Linked DNA regions of Drosophila melanogaster: region 2 is linked to region 1. A link is a contact called in public Hi-C data. All regions are on one chromosome and are shown on one strand. The core of a region is the stretch at or near the end of the contact, and the rest is flanking DNA. Distances in the headings are between cores, read along the strand shown.

What was found. A called contact is a pair of places that touch in the nucleus more often than the background predicts.
Region 2: a contact with region 1 is called in a Hi-C map of the Kc167 cell line, with 2.2 times the contacts expected there. The contact joins the promoter of Rim2 here to the promoter of cbt in region 1. A contact is called at or near these places in 4 of 107 Hi-C or Micro-C datasets (the Kc167 cell line and embryo).

The regions. Positions count from the first base shown.
Region 1 is chr2L:476,809-483,915 of dm6, reverse strand. cbt (cabut) reads left to right here and starts at 4,228. Exons shown (of 2, transcript NM_164384.2): 1 at 4,228-4,509; 2 at 5,712-7,107. The coding sequence starts at 4,441. The coding sequence ends at 6,929. All of the region lies in intron 1 of ush (u-shaped), which reads right to left.
Region 2 is chr2L:1,722,663-1,730,072 of dm6, reverse strand. It overlaps Rim2 (Replication in mitochondria 2), which reads left to right and starts at 5,685. Exons shown (of 7, transcript NM_001258912.2): 1 at 5,685-6,191. It overlaps Eno (Enolase), which reads left to right and starts at 437. Exons shown (of 4, transcript NM_164434.3): 1 at 437-798; 2 at 1,841-2,019; 3 at 2,193-2,427; 4 at 3,418-5,305. The coding sequence starts at 2,240. The coding sequence ends at 4,732. It overlaps Rrp40 (Ribosomal RNA processing 40), which reads right to left and starts at 1,341. Exons shown (of 1, transcript NM_001298636.1): 1 at 311-1,341. The coding sequence starts at 1,244. The coding sequence ends at 546. CG31937 reads right to left here and starts at 186. Exons shown (of 1, transcript NM_134772.4): 1 at 1-186. The coding sequence starts at 89.

The sequences.
Region 1 (7,107 bases), core at 2,979-5,478:
ATGATGAGATGAGCCTCGTTGCCATTAAGGCGTTCACCTGAACCGGTTCAGGGACGTCTATATCCCTACGATGCTATGTTCTGCCATTCACATCCAATTTCGTTTTGCATTCCAGGGACAACAACTTTCAAGTTCATACAAACATTTGGCAGCTATAGGAACTGGGCCAAGGTCGATTTTTACCGGCAGCCAGAACGGGAAATCGTATGAGAATAAATGCGAGAGGTGCGAGGGAGAAAAGGGGCAGCCAGAGAAAACGCATTAAACATTGACCAGGGCGAACCTTCGCAGCATCGTAAATTTCCATTGGTAAGACCGCAATCCCGACTGAAGGTCGTCTATGCCCCTTCCCTTGCTCTCTTAGCATTGTGCTCATAGTAGACCCCACTTAGCCTTGCTCCGAAGATTCGTAGACGCCGGTTCTCCGCGTTCCGTTCCATTCTGTTCCGACTTAGCTTCCAACTTTGGAGCAACGCGTCGGTGGGCACGTAGGCAGGGAGAAAAATCGACTTAGGGAGAGCAAGTGCATCATTTTGTAGGGGGGATTAAGATTCGTGATAAGTGGGTGGCAAGGGCCGGAAGAATGGGGGCTAGTTATAGAAAATCTTCTATAAGGGCAGTTTTTATACATATATTTCAAAGTCAGACATCCTTATCACAGATTAAATTAAACCTTCAAAAACATATTGCACTTCTAATTAAATAATTTGGTTTCTTTTGCTGAGCAATAGTGGAAAAAGAGATCGGGAATCACTCATTAGATTCGAGTTAGTCATGTGAGTCTTTATAACAAAGATAAATATTTTGATATTTGGCATATGTGACCGCCATATAGACCAATAAGAAGGTTGCGCGTCATGGTGAAATATGAGATAGTTCATAAACAAATTTACAAGATACTTTCTTTAAATATTGTAGACTTGACAATTACAATACAAGGGGAAATTCCGATTCCATTGATTAGTATCTTTCCATCGAACTAGTTGCACCAATTCGAAGAACCCCCATAATCTGTTCAATTGGGGAAAATCTTCTTGTTTGTAAACATGTTTACATGCGTGCTAAATGGAAATTTCTGATTCTTTTGACTTCTGACAAAGGCTGGTAAGCAATATGAAACCAAGAAACTAACGAAGTCTGCACTTGGAGTCACGAGTTGGGCTCATGACGTCATGGAGAGTTTTGACGATCTTGGCGCTTTTTTCGGACGACGTTGTAGCGTCGTCCACGCCCGCGTGCAAGCAGAGGCCAACAAACAGAAACTGTGTGGGAAATGTTTGTGAATGGGAATCGAGGGAAACTAGGAAAATGGGCGTCGCATTTGACGCGTTTGACGTTGTTGCCGTGCCGAATTATAGACCAGTTCCTTATGACTTTTGGTCAGACTGTGTGCCACTCGTTGAGTACATGATTAAATGGATATATGAATAATATCAATAAGCAGCGTTCTTTTTCGAGGCCCTCTGACGTCAGGGTCCACCTGTGATTGACATTTCGACCAACTCCACCGACGGAAAGTTGTCTGCTTGCGCCTTAGGCTTTATTCTGCATGCGATTCCTCTCCTCGTTAATAAGAAAAAAGGAGCGTAGGAGGCCTTGAACCCGGCAGAAGCTCACGCCAACGTCACGCTTATTATGCTGTGACCTTTGACGCGCAACAGGAGCAAGGAGCCAGCGTGGGTGTGACGTCACCGAGCCAACGAGTCTGCTACGTAATGCCAGATGCCAGAAGAGAGTTACGTCAATGCGCAAACTCGCTCTGCGAAAAACGATGAGTTATATGTACATATAACATACATATACATATATATATTGTATTTCTAAGTCGGCCTTTGACACACCGAAAAAAAGGTATTTTGCTTGCTTTTGTGTTGTAGGAACAAGTTTTGAAATCTAAATCAAAGAGTTATTTTTAGTTTTCAGTATTGTTAGTGAGGAATAAGCAATGAATTAACAAACTAAAAAAATATATGTAATACAGCAATTCTATTGTGCAATTCTATAGCACTGACACTCAGTTTTTTCCAGTAGTCAGCGGCCTACGTGCGTTTCCGAAAATGTGCGTGGGCACACGTGAGTTCTGCGAGTCCAGATTTCGCCATCCCAGATTGAGTGGGTGGGCGTGGGAGCTCCGTGGGCGAATGCAAGTCAAGGGAACTGAACTTGAACCCGCCGGGGAGCCGAGATATACGTCTATTTTTAGATCTAACCTGCGGCTGCTGATTGTGTTCAGCCTCCGCAATGCACATGAATTCCCGCTTGATGGATTTGCGAGGACTGGAGGAGCTGGCCGGTGGGGAGCTTCAACTGCGCCGCAGTTTGCATTCAAAATGCGGGGGGTGGGGCGCAATGGAGAGGGGTGCGGTAACGGTATATCGGCCCATTTACACGCCCACATTCGCGAGAGAGTGGAGGCCATCGCTTCAAGTTCCGCGCAAAATTTACACACGAATTCCGATTCCAATCACAAACACGAAGCAAAGACAAAAACAAAAACGCAAGTACTGCAAACCCCCACACGCACACAAGCGCACAGATAGGCACGCCACAGACTGCTGGCATTTTCGCCTCGTCTCACTCGCACTCACTCACTCGTCCGCTCAGGCAAAGTATCAACAAATGTTCACGTGAACATCATGAGGTCAACGCGTGATACCAGACGGACCCACACAGACACTCACGCACACCATAAAACACGCAGGCGAGCTGTTCAGCCGTCAAGAAGGTTATTTTCGAGGGGTCCACTTGGGCATACCCTCTAAAAGCGGCGATAAAGCAGTAGGAGACGGATGGAATGACATTAATTTAGTAACGACAAATATAAAATTTCTTTTTAGGGAATGTGAAGAAAAATAAAACTTAAACTTTTCAGAGATCTGCATCTAATCTAGCTGCTCCCATGCTACCCCTGAATACCCTACACGGCCTGAACAGTCGCCCCACAAGTCTGGTGTGGGGTATGGCGTGCTAGTTATTCGTTGTTGTTGCGCAAGAGAGCGCCAATAACCACAGCTGTTTCTGCCGCTCGCTCTTTGGTGTGTGTGCTCTGTGTACGAGCCCCTTTTTGCTTTGAAAACTGTTACAGGCGAAACGCGAGCATTGCCAGGTAGAATTTACCCGTGTCCTAGGAGGGTTTTCAAACAAAATAAATGTAATCAATTGACGACTTAATTGAGTTACATGCATTCACTGGTGGTGAATAAGAGGATTTTGAAATGCCTGCTTTTCGTGACTCATCTTTGTTATCTCCCAGTTTCTTGGGCCTGGCAATGCTCCCCGTCAACTGTTGAGCTCCCATACTCTCCTGCTTTCGCACTATGCCTTTCGTTTATTAATGAAATCCGTGTCTGCTTAAAGTCAGACTTCCAAAGTTAATGCAAATATATGCGGCCAGGTCTTAGATTTCAGCTTGAGGGGCGTCTGCCAGGTTTCGAGCCAGTTTTAAAGTATTTTTTCAGCCGATTATTCACAGACTTCCGTGGCAACAACTACGTCAGCTACTCAGACACGGCTTTGGGGTGTGTCTGTGAGTGTGTCGGTTGGTGTGCGCTGTGCACGCGGCTGGGGCATGCACAGCCCATGAATAGACAGCCGATGGAGCCCCACACCCTCCCCAGCTCCTCCTCTACTGACCCGTTCTCTATAGCACCAAACACAAGACCCCGCAGTGAACAGCTGATGACGTCCATGCGTTGATTACGTGCTCTGCGGGCCTCTCTCCTACTGGCTGTGTGTCTGTGTCCTGCACAGAAAGAAATCGCTTCGGTGATTTTTTGGGTCTTCTCGGAAAAGATGGCAACATTTAAAATAGCCATACACTTTTAGAGAGTTTACTAAAAACGATTTGGGTTCACCTGAATCTCTTTTAACTTATTGCCAACCAACATTACAGTCTAAAATTGAGTTAACAGAGATGTCATTCTTTACGGGCTATTTTGTCCGGTGCACGTGGGTTGCTGAGAGGTGAGTGAGCAGGAGACCTGACCTTTTTCTTTTTTGCGCCCGAGAGAGAGGAGCCGAGGAGGTGCTGCCCACGTTGCTGGCTGATGTTCGTCCGGGTTACATTGCACTGGTTGCTCCACTGCCGATGACGATGGCCCGCTCACACACACTTGCCCGTTTCCAAGTGATTACGTCGTCGGCGGCTCCACTCACTCACACTTGCACAGCCTCTGCCGGCAGCGGCGTCGGCGGCGGCAGCTCTGCTGGGAGCTGAATGGCTTTGCCTTTTTCATTCGTCTCTTGAATTCCGAACGCAACGGTTCGCCTTCGCTCCAAAACGGCAAGCGGCACTTGAAAGCGCCAGTGCAAAGTTAGCTGAAGTGCAAAAATCTACACAAACTGAGATTAAACCAAGTGATTAGCCCCGGAACAAAACAAACAAACAAACACAGACTCTTCAATAAAAAAAAGAGAGTGCAACTGAAATTTGAAAGTGCAATGGACATGGATACCTTGCTACCTTCACCACCCGCAACGCCCCCACTAAGGGAAAACAAGTTGGAAATCGTAAGTGACCTACAAAGTGGATATATACAGTGTACGCTAGTGTAATTAGTGCTTATTGAGTGGGGATAGTGCATTCAAGGCAGCGGAAAATCAAACGGAATCGTACTTAGCTCGCTCTCGCTCCCACTTGCCGCGTTTCTAAAAACAAAGTGCCTCGTCCCGCTCGCACTCGCACACAGCCATGCGATCACGCAGCCAACACGCTTTCACGTGAACACCGCATGCACAGCGAGTGATGTGTGAGTGCGAGCGAGAGGCCGCAGCTGAACATTGGACTTGGCACCACTAGGAAAAAACAACAGAAAAGCAAAAGAGAGAAGGTGAGTTGCCAATTGGCAACTGTAGGCGAGCGGTGGAGTGTGAGAGGAAAGAGAGGGCCTAGCCAAAAGCTAGGCAAACAGGCCAAGCCCCAACCCATAAAACCATGTCACATTTCTGGCTCGTTTTTTATCTGGCCAAGAAAGAAACAAACAAACACTGTCGCACATTAGAGCGCAACGTGCCGAGCCCATAAAAAGATTTCGACGTCTTCGCACGAGTCATAATACACCCCTCGCATTCGCCTTCCCCATGAAATCACCCACCTGAGGCACGTCATAATAATACTGGTGGTGTGGCTGCATTTTCCTTGCATGCTTTTAGGCGCAATTTTTAAATGGTTCTAGAATATGCGCCGAAAACGCAACAGTTGCTCATGTTTTCATCCTTAAAAATTAAGTAGTGAAATTTGAAAAGTCCATATTAAGAACAGTTTTTAAAATTTTAAGACATTTTTTGTTTCTGTCAGGAGCACATCAATTTAAAGACTTTTATGTGGTCATCAATACAGTATTCACCTTTAACATTTACATACGTCTATAATTTAAAGCACAGCTGGCAGCAACAGTTAATGAGTAATATTCTGTCACCCCAAACGGCCTTTAAAAGAGTTCAAAAACCGCCAAAAACAAAGTTCCCTTGGCCTTTCGAAGGAGCATTGAACCTGGGGTTGGGCGGGGTATTGCAGGGTGTGTGAAGGTTAACGGTGAACGGCCTTGTCAGCCGCCGGCGTAATTAGCGAATTGCGAGGAAAAGTTATTGTGGGTCAATGCTGGTCAGCGAAAAGTGAATGGGACTGTGAATGTGAATGCACTCCTCAGAACATAAACTCGACAATGTTAACGAACTCTGACTAACCCTGAACTTGTTCTTTCCTTTTCCAGGTCGCCAAGGACGAACAACAGGTGAACGAGAATCTGCTAAAGGCAAAGCTCAAGCTGGTGGCCCAAAAGAGTCAGAAAAATGGAGGGATTATTACACCAAATCCATCGGACACGGAAGACGAGGCTCCCGAAATAGCGGTTCCCAACAAGAAACCCCGTTTGGAACAACCTGCTATGAGCATGACACCGCCGCCGGATCAAAAGCTGGACGATGATCAGAAAGCGGAAAGGGTTAGCGTCATCATGCGGGTCAACAGTTCTGGCGCTGTCTCTTCTAGTAGCCAAGACGAGAACTCATCTAGTTCCACCTCCTGCTGTAGTTCCTCTTCCAACACAAACACAAGTACAAGTTCAGTACCACCCACTGTGGAGGACGACTATCCAGAGGCCAATGTGTGGCGCAATCTCAAGTTCAAAATGAACAGAAAGCGTGCTGCAGAAGTGGCACTACCCCCAGTACAAACACCCGAGACACCAGTTGCGAAGCTTGTAACGCCACCTGCTCCAGCGGAATGCATCAAGGAGGAGGAAATAAAACCTATTCTGACACCGATATATGTTAGCCCAGTAGCTTCGTCTGCCAGCCAACTTATCCTGCTCAGCACAGTGGCCGCCCAACAGAGCCCCACACCCGTACCCAAAACGCCAACAATGTCCGAGGAGAAACTAACAACCAGAATTACGGCCGCCCAGGCGGCGGCCACCAGAAGTCGCATCTACGAGTGCAGTTTTCCCGATTGCGGCAAGAATTACTTCAAAAGCAGTCATCTGAAGGCCCACCAGAGGGTTCACACCGGCGAGCGACCCTTTATCTGCAAGTGGGAGAACTGTGACAAACGATTCTCCCGTTCCGATGAGTTGTCCCGACACAAACGGACCCACACCGGTGAAAAGAAATTCCAGTGCAGCGTCTGCCAGAAGAAATTCATGAGAAGCGATCACCTGTCGAAGCACGTCAAACGGCACAACAAGGACAAGGCGAACGGAGTGAATCGACATGTCTCCCTGGCCAACAACAACACATCAGCTTCGGTAGCGGCTTCCCTCTGCGATGCCTCGCTCCATTTGCGAGCGATAGCACCGGCGGGCTCCAGCGCTAGTTCCTCGCCCATCAGTTCCGCCAGCTTGCAAGTCTACAGCGCCCAAGATCTGCTGAGGCTACAGCAGCAGGCCAGCAGTTTCACCTTCGGCGGAACCCTGCTTCAAGTGCAGCGATGAGAAGAGCAATGCGAGCAGCATCAGAACCAATCTCAGCCCCACAGTATCGCCAGCTAAACAGAGATGAATTCCCACCAAATTTCAAAACAAATTAACATCTGAGTCAAATTCGAAATGCCTTCTCGCTCTCATGTAGCTGGTGTAGACTTAAGCTTAGTTAGGAGCTAGATCTTGTCAC
Region 2 (7,410 bases), core at 4,436-6,935, 1.2 Mb before region 1:
GCCACATTGCAGTCGAGCAGGATCCAGAGGAGCACGTACACGACATAGTACAGCACGAGCAGGAGCAGCAGAAACTCCAGGAAGCTCATCTCGTTGGCTCTGTATGGCACGGCTGGGTCGGAGAAACCTTTGTCCTCTGCCGCAACGGAAGGCACTGAAACCTGTTCTTGGCCACACAGAAATCACTGCGAGCGGGTCTGATCGATCAGCTGTTGGTGGGCACCAGAGGTGACGCAGTGACTGCGGAAAGTAGTCACCTTATCTGACATAAAACCCTTATACTTGGTTTTTGAATGATGCTATATTATTTAAATACCTTTTGGTAGCTAGGTAAGGGTAGTACTATCTTTCTTGAGAGAACATGTAGAGCATAATCCAAGATACGAAAAACGCTTCCATCTGCTCATCTCTGATAGTTTTTTTACGTAAACGAATCAGGGCTTCCAACACACTGCCTTTGCGCCAACATTCACATCAAAATTCAACCCCATCAGTTTGGCTAACCATTTCTTTTTATATAAAAGTAAGTAAACTAAGAACTAATCCTAGGCCTGCAGGAAGTCTCCGAGATTGCCACATATTTTGTCGATTTCCGCACATCCCGATTGCTCCAGCGCTGAAATGGCATTGGCGAGGGCCACGGTTTCTTTCAGGGAATGGGCCTTCAACCATATCCTGCCGTTGACTCCCACAGCGATCTCGTAGGGCAGTTCCCGGGTAAGAGCGGCGAGAACAGGGCAGTTTTCCCGCAGCAGCATCCTTCCCAGATTCAGGCTGCACTTGAAGAAGAATCCATCGGTGAGGACGCCCAGTTTGCCACTTTTGCCCACCGAGTTGACGCAGACCAGCTCCGGTTCAATGTCCGCGCTTGCATTCAGGACTCTCGCGTAAATCAGATCACCGGGGATCAGATCCGGGCGATTCTTCTTGCTGGCCGCCTCAAAGGCGAGATACGATATGGAGGCTGTGTCCGTTGCTCCGATGTCCACGCGGTACAGATCGCCCGCCTTGGCTCGCACAATGCCCAGAATGAGATCCCCGCGTGCCGGGATGTACCTTCTCTGGTAGTTGTCCACCCAGAAGGTGCCGGGTTCCTTGTGTCGAAGTGGGCCCGCCTTGCTAGCCACCACCGTGTCATCCAGACGCCGCAGTCCCGGTCCGAGTATCACCCGCTTGCTCTTGGCCAGCTCCTCAATGGCCGCAATTCGCTCACCGGGCATAACTATTGTGCTGGTCGCGCTCATTTTAATGTTGCTTTTACGATTTGAAAACTCCAAACAAAAAATCCGCGTGTGTCTTTCAAAACATATGGTCAAGTCGAGGACTTTCCAACACTGCCATTGTCAGCCCTGGTCTTAAAGTTAAATTTAACAGTAGTTGTAAAGAACATAAATATTCAAATTATTTTTGCCCCTTCTTATTTTATTATTTTCAAAATGCTTACGATTTTAATTATTAAGATGAACTTAAAAAAGTAACAGAAAAATTATATTTAGTCAAATTGTAATTGTTCTATATTACTGAATGATCTTAAAAATGCAAAGAAAGTTTTAAAGAGCTAACAGCGTGTGGGCGGCAATGTTAACCAACACATATGCAATTTTTTCCCGATCAGCTGTGCTGCTATAAGCATAATCGTACGATTTGTTAAAATCCGCTTTGCATTTATTTGTTCTAATTTATGGCAGCTAAAAAGCGTGACTAACCACAAGTATGTGACTTTGAATGACCCGATTGTCCAGAAACCACGGGAACATTTCATTATCATTGGTTGTTACACTTCTCTTGACGCCATTTGATTGTTTATGCTTTATTAACGAGAGCATTTATTATTATGTAGATAGACATGCAATCCACAGCTACGTGTGGATCCCGATTACTCTAACCTTGTGCGAAGGTCAATTTTCCCCAAAAAATATAGGAAACGTACCAGGGAAAACAACAAAAAAGGGAAAGCGCACCCCCACACTGAAAACCGGCGAGCACCTGGAAACGCATACATATAAAAGGAGAGTAAATGTAAGTGTCCCTCTCTTTTCCACACTTAGAGATGGGCAAAAATACATCGCCTAAGCTGAGCTTTTAAAATTTATGAATATTAAATTTATCATATAGCTTGCAACAGAGCTATAGTTTCATGTAAGGTAACTAAAATATATATTTTAAATGATATTTTTTACTCCTTTATCAAGATACAAATTGGTAGCACTTTCGCCGCCGTCTTTTACACATTCAAGCCATGTCTTGGACCGCTTCAGTTTTCTTGAGGACTTCCACCACTAGCATGAAGTTTCTGCGTCTGCGCTGGCCTCTCCCCAGAATTCCCCAGAATAAATCGGCAAACGTTGCGCCGCGTTTCAGAAGCAAATCAGCAGTCAGCCAGCTCTCATCTGGATTTAAATTTGTGCAGATCCGCAAAAGTACTTGGTATGTATATTGCTAGACTCTTGGTGTGTGCTTGTGCATCCAGCTTAGGGAAAATATTTAATTGTTTTATCTGCGAACTTCACAAAGATCACCCCAATCGAAAGGGCTTGAAAATCGAGCGTTTTTTGCGAGCGATATCCGCGCGATTATCTAACAAATGGTGCTGTGCAAATTTTCAAGTGTCTCGTTTACGTATATTTCCAATCGATTTAATTGCACAAATCTAATAATTTCAATTGACAGGCATTTGTTGTATCGCTGTAGGGAGATACTTCCGTTTTTCGCAACTTTTCCACGTACTGCGGCTTCGCTGGACGCCTCACTTTGGGTCTGACCTTTAAAAGTAGCTTAGAGGTCATTCGGTTGTTCGGCGAGAGCAAACTGAAAACTCTCCCACTGAGATAAGCGGAAAAGCGGGAAATGCCGCCAGTGTCAGTGACTCTAAATTATTATAGAAATATTTAACTGAAATTTGAAGACAAATTAAATATAGAAAACTCAGGAGGGGCATTTCGAGATTATACCGTGGAGAAAGTCACACCCGAATGGGGATATATGTATAAGTTTACACCACTCACAGCTCAAATTGCAAGTGACTTACATGCTCACAGCTACAATTCTTTGCAAAAAAAAATAATTTTTTATTAATATCTAACCATATTTTGAGAACCAAGTCCAAAAGTATGTCAAAGGTGTATCTCCCATTTCCTTTCTAGTTCGTATTTCTTTTTCGACATATTTCCGAATATTTCACTGCATCACGAAACATATCATTTAACTGTCCATTTGGAACAATTTTAAATATAAATAAGCCCAACTATTTAAGTAATGGCGGGGATTTCGCAAATATTGTGGAGCACATCCGCCATAAAATCTGAATGGCTTCATCTGCGGTCAGCTATTTAATAGAACACCATGCCTAGATTTAAAGTCCTGATAACAGACACTAATTCGCCCTCGTGGACTTTGTTTTTTGTTTTTTGATTTCAGTGACAGCAACGAGATGACCATCAAAGCGATCAAGGCCCGTCAAATCTACGACTCCCGTGGCAACCCCACCGTGGAGGTCGACCTGACCACCGAGCTGGGACTCTTCCGAGCCGCCGTGCCCTCCGGCGCCTCCACTGGCGTCCACGAGGCCCTGGAGCTGCGCGACAACGACAAGGCCAACTACCATGGCAAGTCGGTGCTGAAGGCCGTGGGCCATGTGAACGACACCCTGGGACCCGAGCTGATCAAGGCCAATCTGGATGTGGTTGACCAGGCGTCCATTGACAACTTCATGATCAAGTTGGACGGCACCGAGAACAAGAGCAAGTTCGGAGCCAACGCCATCCTGGGCGTTTCCCTGGCCGTGGCCAAGGCTGGAGCCGCCAAGAAGGGCGTGCCGCTGTACAAACACATTGCCGATCTGGCTGGCAACAAGGAGATCATCCTGCCGGTGCCCGCTTTCAACGTGATCAACGGCGGCAGCCACGCCGGCAACAAGCTGGCCATGCAGGAGTTCATGATCCTGCCCACCGGCGCCACCAGCTTCACAGAGGCCATGAAGATGGGCTCCGAGGTGTACCACCACCTGAAGAATGTGATCAAGGCCAAGTTCGGTCTGGACGCCACCGCTGTGGGCGATGAGGGCGGCTTCGCCCCCAACATCCAGTCCAACAAGGAGGCTCTGAACCTGATCAGCGATGCCATCGCCAAGGCCGGATACACCGGCAAGATCGAGATCGGCATGGACGTGGCCGCCTCCGAGTTCTACAAGGATGGCCAGTACGATCTGGACTTCAAGAACGAGAAGAGCGACAAGTCGCAGTGGCTGCCCGCCGACAAGCTGGCCAACCTGTACCAGGAGTTTATTAAGGACTTCCCCATCGTCTCGATTGAGGATCCCTTTGACCAGGACCACTGGGAGGCCTGGTCCAACCTGACCGGCTGCACCGACATCCAGATCGTGGGCGATGATCTGACCGTGACCAACCCCAAGCGTATTGCCACCGCCGTGGAGAAGAAGGCCTGCAACTGCCTGCTCCTGAAGGTCAACCAGATCGGCACCGTCACCGAGTCCATTGCCGCCCATCTGCTGGCCAAGAAGAACGGCTGGGGCACCATGGTCTCCCACCGTTCCGGTGAGACCGAGGACTCGTTCATCGGTGACCTGGTCGTCGGTCTGTCCACCGGCCAGATCAAGACCGGAGCTCCATGCCGCTCGGAGCGTCTGGCCAAGTACAACCAGATCCTGCGCATCGAGGAGGAGATCGGCGCTGGCGTCAAGTTCGCCGGCAAGTCGTTCAGGAAGCCGCAGTAAGCGCAGGGCACTTCGAAATTCCAACCACACCAGCCCCATCGAATGAGATCTGGATCTTGGAGAGGGAGCTGGACGCAGTAGATCCATGGAAAGGCGGCGGTGCACGTGTTCGTCAACCTTTTACGTTCGGAACTTGTGTCTGGCGCACAAATACATCAGAATTAAACTACCAAACCCATTTGCTGTCTCTATGCTTCGTTCTTAGACATTATTAATTAATGCTAAACCTTGATCTAATCATTATTTATAAACAAAAGAATAAAAAACACTATGTGCAAGATATTCGTTCAGTTGCCGAGAGCTTTGAATATCTTCAATGTAATCGCTGTAATCGTTATGAAATTATAAATTGATCTACACAAACACCAAATCCACAAACAGACAAGTTATTCACTTCAAAAACGGTTATGAAACAATTGTTGAGACATAGAATTTAAGCGAAAGCTGTTGGAATATTCTTATCGAATATACACGGTGTTCAATAGAGATCTTAATCAGATGGAATAGTACACCAAATATTAAACATATTCAGATTTGTTAGTTGATGTGAAATAAAAAGTATAAAAGTTACTGAATTCTTTTCTTCGATCACTTGTGGCGTTGCCAGATAATCAAGTAAACTCAAGTAAGGGCAACTAAAGTAAAGGCAACTATCTTAAAACATTTTCTGGATTTGGATTAAGATTGAATGGATCTGAATTATTCATTATCTCTGAACTGATGAATGAAGTTATTAAACTTTGAATACGATCTTTTTTCTATCTTTATCTTTGCTTTCCACCAATTAGTCGAGTATTTCAATAAGCTTTTTCAACTTTCTGTGAATAAAATTGAATTTCTAGGGTGGACCAAAATGGCGCTCAAAGTTTCGCACAGAACCGTTGAATTCCCCAGTTTGTTGGTATTTTTTAGGTCGTTTCTTGGCGCCTCGCAGCGGCGGTATGCTTCCACAGTCGCAGTGCGGTCACTCTCACGGACGTGTTTTTTTACATCGGATCGAAAATAAATTAATGCAAAGCTAAATCACAAACGCTAGGGATCGGCGAGCTCGAAATCGAATCAGTGCACCGGCCGACCGACGGACTTTAACTGCGCGCAAGCTAACCGTAGGTTAAGTTAACGCTCAGCACTGCAACCACTGCAGTTGCATAACCGTTGCCGAAAATCAAGTCGAAAAGTCGGAGAATCGCGGCCAAGCGAAAGCCCCAAAAGTTCAAAGGACAATAGAAAGTGGCAAGAGGAAGAGAGGAGAGCGTGCTAAGAGCCCCTCCCCCTGGGGCCCCGCCCCCCACACCTCCGCCCACAAAGTGCCTTAACAATATAGTGCGTTTTGCCAAAGTTAAAACCAAGTGCGCGTCCAAGTAGCCGCCCATTTCGGTGGAGCCTATTCCGGAACTGGGAAGACAACGAAGATGGCCCAGAACACGGCCGACACTCTCATCCACCTGATCGCCGGCGGGTAAGTCTGCCTGCCTGACATTCTCCCTACTGCGTCTTATCGCAGGTCAGGCCATCAGCGTAGAACGAAACCGGTTTGCTCCCGGCCTCTAATTGTAATTGCTCGGCGGGAACGGCGCAATTGGCGATTAGATTTGGGCTGGCCCACGAAGGGGAGCTGAACTATTTTGGCGCCACTGCCAAAAGGGAGCAAACCGAAAAAGAAATGCGGCCAGCGCAGGGAAACACACAACACAAACTGATCTTCGGGAAACATGCTACGTTCACGTGCTTTGCATTAAAAGAAGGGTATTTGTTGTTCGATAAATCGCAGCTAAAGTGAGCGAAATACGCAGAACATATGTAATTAATTAAAGCGCGCCTGCAGCGAACAAACATTCATAAACAGCGCATTTCTGGGTTCATTTTCCGCAGGCAATGTCCACTTGGATTCATTCCGATTCCCCTGGACAGGCAATTGCTTTGTTGTTGTTTCCCTTATGGACTTTTATTGTGGCTTTTATATGCGGCTATTTTTAGACGCGTCGCATCTGAATTTATTTTTGTTTTCACCTGCACCCTACACACACAATGGCCGGCACATTAGTTCTTCCACATTAGTTTGCCCAGCGGAAAACCAGTTTCCAGCGATCGAGAATCGATCCCAAGTCGAGCCCCTGGTCAGTCGGGAAACGATCGCATTTCAATTGAATTACGCTCGAAATACGAACTTTGTTATTTATGCTTGACAGCTCTCAGCTTTAAATAGTTTATTTTTGTTGATATTTATATTTGGGATAGTAAACAAGTGTTTATAGAGTTTGTTTATAAAGTATCTCCTAGTCCATGATAGTTTTTCCACAGAAAATATTTGCTATACTTCGCTCCTTATGACTGCAATCCAGATTTCCACTTTATAAAAACAACAGCTCACCGTTTCTGACAACTTTTGATCGACGCGGGTGGCCTTGGTGAAGGCCTTTGATAGCATGACCCCCCACCTATAATAATTCCGCTGAATGGCACTTCTAATGCCCCGCCACAGTGGCAATCAAGTCTCTCCGGGCAATTTGCCGGCCGGCAGTGCAAGTCCACTTATCAGCGGGGGAAAAAAGCAACCACACAGTTGTGGCACCCACCCATGTCCGTATGTATCCATGTCCGTATGTATCCGTGTCCGTATCTAACGAGTCGCTGCACATATGCGTAGTATATACTTTAGTGGGCTGGAAATACGCTGC